2 separate regions of the Gossypium hirsutum genome follow, and region 2 is linked to region 1. A link is a contact called in public Hi-C data. All regions are on one chromosome and are shown on one strand. Each heading gives the region's core, a stretch centred on a gene start, on an enhancer-like site or on the middle of the called end of the contact. The rest is flanking DNA. Distances are from core to core; before and after follow the strand shown. Region 1 holds the start of LOC107953154. Region 2 holds the start of LOC107956506 (E3 ubiquitin-protein ligase PUB23).

Region 1 (2,583 bases), core at 55-2,554:
GTGAGTCGTCAGGAGAATTCTCGGTCCGAAGTGGTCACAGACTTCTTTTACAAGAAGGTCGGGATCAATTACATTCAGACCACAAGCAAATTTACAAGAAATTATGGAAAATGAATCTACACCCTAAAATCAAAATTACAATATGGAGAATACTTTGTAACTATATGCCTAGTTTTAGTAATCTTCATTATCGCAGAAAGATGGCTTCCCTTATGTGTAGAAGGTGTCTAACAGGAGCTGAAACAAGGGAGCATATTTTCTGGGCATGTCCTCCTGCAAAAGATATATGGGAACATTTACATATGGCATGGGCTAGATTGGATGAGAATTCAGTATTTACAGATTAGTTGAAAATACCTTTGAGACTAGACCCATGGCTTTGTGTAGAATGATTGTCTGCGCTTTATAGGTGTTATGGATGGCTCGGAACAAATTCATTCATGATGGGGTAAACTAAACTGGCAGTCAGATTGCAAGTTTTGTGCAAGTATATTTAAAGGAACTTGATGATCTAAAAAGTGCTATACCTGGAAGACGGATCTGTGTTGACAGATGGTCTGCGCCGATGGATCCAGATTGAAAGTGAACTTTGACACAGCTTTCAACAACCACACCAAAGAGTCGTGCTCTGGGGTAGTGATTTGTAATAGTAAAGCAGAGATTATCTGTTGTAAAACGGAGATGAACTTGAACATACCGTCTGTTTTTTCTGCAGAAGCAGTAGCGTGTCTTCAGGTACTGAAGCTGAGGTTACAACTTGGGTTGAGGGAGATTGAGGTTGAAGGTGATTCTCGAACGATCATCAGGAAACTGCAAGAGAAAACGGATAGATCGAAAATTTCTGGGTATATCAAAGATGCTCAGTATCTCTGCTGTCAATTTAATCTTTGTGTTTTTCTTTTCACAAACAGGGAGGCTAACAGAGTTGCCCATTGTTTAGCAAAAGAAGGACTCAAGAAAAGAGAATCTACTTACCTGACAAATATGGTACCTCTTGGTGCGGTGGAGGCGATGGCTGAAGACAGGAGGAGGATGGAGGTCGTGGGTGAGGTTTGGGGAAGAAGAGATGAAGAAGTTGGAGAAAGTTTTCTGCAATTTTGATTTTGCTGAGAGTTCCAATGGGTTTTGATCTTTCAATGTACATCGGGGTATTGAAGAGGTTTTGATGGGATTGATATGAGGGTAATTAAGTTTTCTGATGACTTTTTGTTTCCCCATACGTTTCTTGTTTATTTTTTCAAAAGGGGTTTTAATTACTGGAGTACAGCTGGAGAAGACGTTTCTAGAGCTCCCCTTTTTTTTGCTGTTTGCTGGATCTTGGTTGTTGGGTTGTTTTTTCTTTTGGTGTTTGTTTTTGTTTTTTGGTTTTGGCTTTTGTGGGCTTTTCTTTGTTTATAAGTTTGGACTGGTCTTTTATGACCCATGTCATTTTGGTTTTACTTTTGAGTTGGTTTATTATAATAAAATCCAGCAAATTTTTCTTCAAAAAAAACATTGAATTATTCACTTCTACAGACAATAACTTTGCCGCAATCTCATCATCCATTTATCACATGGTATGAACATATACAAAAATTCCAAATCAAAATTAAGATATCTACATCTCATTAACACATAAGAACTAAAACGTCTCATATTGAACTAACCAATCAACCATGCAACTACTCCATTCATATATCCACACTTATAACATCATGCTTTGCATAAACCAAAATATTTCAATATCATGATCATGAATAAAGCATCATGCAACAAGAAAAAATTGAAAAGTTTGAAAAATTCTAAAGAATTAAACAACTTAACATACTCTCTCCCACACTTAAACTAAACATTGTTCTTAATGTTCACTACAACACCTCATTGAAAGAGCTCATCTCCACATGAATACTCAACTTATACCAATAGAATATCTAAATAGTCCACTGATAATTTCACATGAAACCCAATTTTTCAATTTATAAACTAGTAAGACACTACAAAAGATCCACAGAGCTTGGAAATGGTAGGCAAGAAGGAAAATCAATAAGACACTAAAAGAAAGAACAAAAAAATTCAAAAGACCCGCCTGATAATTTCACATGGAACCCAAATCTTTCGATTTCTTAGTCATTTGATGGGAAAACATTTTCTTGCTTTTAATTACCATTAATAATTTGTTTCATTTATATAACCTTTATTGACTCTTCCCCTCCTCCTCCTTCTCCTCCTCTTCTTCTTCTTTTGTTGTTACTGTTGTTTGTTTTTGCTTCCTTTTGTTCATTGATTTCCACTTCAAAAGAACCCCCTAAAAAAAAACTGAAAAAATGGGTTTTTATGTGGAATTATCAAGAGGTAGTTCTTTTGAAACTTTGTTCTTATTTTTATTTTCTCTCATTGGTCTTTTTTCTTGTTGACCATTTTAGGTTTTGTTTAATTCTTTCTCATTATTTTTTTTTGAAGTGGATTTAAAAAATTTTCTGCCTTTTTAGGGTCTCCGTTTTAGTTTTATCATTATGATACTCGTAAATGTCCACTCAACAAGAAAATGAAATGTAAATAAAAAAAAGTTAACCATCCAAATGGAATATGTTAGCTTTAGGATTA
Region 2 (2,583 bases), core at 45-2,544, 270 kb before region 1:
CTTCAACATCTCTACAAGTACATGATTTGTTGCAGCATATTTGGAGATTGATTTAAGTATTTGAACAGCTCGATCATCTGTCGCCGGAGAGACTCTTAGGATCCTTTTAGCCACCATGGCTATGCTCCCGGCGTGGCCTAGAAATTGAGCTCTTCCATCGGCACATGAACAGAGATGTGCCAAGAGATTGATGATCAGTTCCGTGACATGCTTTTCGGGTTTCTCCAGCTCAAATTCGATGAGCTCGAAAATCACATTGGCTTCCATCATTTTGGATTTGTTTCTTCCCCAAAGACATGTTTGGATCAAGATGTGCAAGGCGGATTTGGTAGCTTGTTGAGAGGTTTTGGATTTCAGTACCCGTAACATTTGTTTGAAGAATTCGGGTTTCAACTTCTCCAACAACCTTGAATTAGTGACTTCAATCACCCTTTTCAAGATTACCATTACATGAGTCCTGACAATAACAGGATTCTCAGTCTCACACAAAAGAATCCATGTCAAACAGTCTATGAAATCGCAATTTTGATTTACAAGAGCCTTGATTTCACTACATGGTGTCCAAATAAGATGCAGAATCCTCAAAGCTTGTTCAAGACAGCTAATTTTACCTTGTCTGTGACATGTGATTAATAACAAAATTACAGCCTTCGGGACACCTGCTTCCTCCAGACATTTCCGGTTCCTCTCATTGTCCTTGGCAAGGACTTCCATTTTCTTCAAAGCGTTCATATACAAACTAGGGACCCCAAAGTCACGAATGAGTTTAACAACACGGCTCTTGCTGACAGGAGTTTTGGGTGTGGGAACTAAATCCATGCCATTACTTGCATTTGCTGCAGACCATGCCTGAATCAGCCGCCACAGCGTGTGGTTGGGTGTTAAATCAGAATCCGATGGCAAAGCCTGCTTGGTAACGGGGCAGGTCGTGTCCTTTGAAGTCTTCAACCATTGCTCTATGCTTTCCCTGTCGTAAGTGATGCCTGTAACCGCTGTAACAGGGTCCTTCATGATTTGCAGTGATATTGGACAGATGAAATATTGAGGTATTTCTATTTCATCCATTGATTAGCTCAAATTCTAAGATGCTGAAAATTGCCGAGTTTGCTTAAGAAATACAGAGATGTATACAAAACTGATTAGTCAGGCCACAATGATATGAAAAAGAGACTTACATTGTACATATTTAATTGCGATGGATTGGAAGACTAAAACATTTAGACAATTTGTAAGCAAAGGAGAATTCCGAGTATTCTTAAATGTGTTCTAATTTGTGTACTTGGGTTTAATTAATGTAGCATGCAACAAAGTTTAGAATTTCAATTCTAATATTTTACTAAAAAGAACAAATGTTTTGTTACACGTATAGTATTTACAACCCTAAAAAACCAAAACTAATGTTTTATCTATATTCAGCTGGTTCTACTATTTTCTTGTTTTACCGGTCATAGATTCGCGTGTGAGGGCTTCAATGGTCAAAGCAAGAGGAATAATACAAATCACATTGGTTAGAAGTTTCTTGGGGCTGGTAATTGACCACCACCAGTTGGCAATGGTTTATTGGTCAGGCTGTATGCTTCACGCTAAGAAAAGGCAATGGTGGTCCTGGCCTGCCCCATAAAAACTCCTAGATGCCGGGTGTATGAGTAGTAAACTATGGATTATTATGCTTTTAAAAATTCAATTCAAAGTAGGTAAGATCAGGGCAAAATTTGTAGGCCGCACAACTTGGGGCAATGGGACTTTTGAGGAAAAAGAGAAAATACCAAACCAAAACCATATATAATAACGTCTTGATAATGTAATTAGATAATAATAATAAAAAAAGGTTAATTAGGTTATATATCATTTTATTAAAAAATTAAAAGACTATAAATATAAATAAATTTTTAAATGGAATAATGTTATTTGATTCAGTTATATAAACAGATATTATTAATACATAAAATGTAAATTATATATTCTTTTCTAAAATAAGTAAGGATACTCTTAAATATTAGACTCCCATAACATCATTAGTGACCTTATTCCACACACTCAAAGATTTGCAGTGTGATACTCTTGGTTTTTGAACATTATAAGAACCTCGGTTTGCTCTCTGTCTGATTCAATGTTCAGACAAATGGTCAGACATGTGTTCAAACAATAGCTACTCAAACAAATATTTGAACACAAGTTCGAACAGAACACAAGTATTAATTAAATAAGAGGAGGGGAGAAATAAATACAAATTTGTTAATGCAATCCAGATTCACAAATCTACTCTACAGGGCTTCACTTACTGAATGGTTCTTATTCAACAATCTTCCGGATCACGTATTAGTTAAAGCCCAATCTACCATTATACAAAGAAGTAATTGTAGCCCCAATAATGAACCCAATTATTACAAGTCACTCAACCCAAATGACTTTACAATGCAATTAGTAAAATTATCCAATAACAAGCTTAACACAAGAGTCCAAAATACCAAGTAAATGATACACAAATAGCTCGCCAAAACAACTAAAAAAAGGCACTCTCATATGAACAGCACAACAACCACCAAATTGCTCGCCAAAATCTATAGCTTCGCCAAGTAGTTT

What was found. A called contact is a pair of places that touch in the nucleus more often than the background predicts.
Region 2: a contact with region 1 is called in a Hi-C map of seedling, with 1.8 times the contacts expected there. The contact joins the promoter of LOC107956506 here to the promoter of LOC107953154 in region 1. A contact is called at or near these places in 9 of 34 Hi-C or Micro-C datasets (callus, hypocotyl, leaf and 1 more).

What each region holds. Positions count from the first base shown.
Region 1 is chrA07:21,268,967-21,271,549 of Gossypium_hirsutum_v2.1, reverse strand. LOC107953154 reads right to left here and starts at 1,304. Exons shown (of 5, transcript XR_005930496.1): 1 at 976-1,304; 2 at 358-810; 3 at 1-273.
Region 2 is chrA07:21,535,240-21,537,822 of Gossypium_hirsutum_v2.1, reverse strand. LOC107956506 (E3 ubiquitin-protein ligase PUB23) reads right to left here and starts at 1,294. Exons shown (of 1, transcript XM_016892142.2): 1 at 1-1,294. The coding sequence starts at 1,065.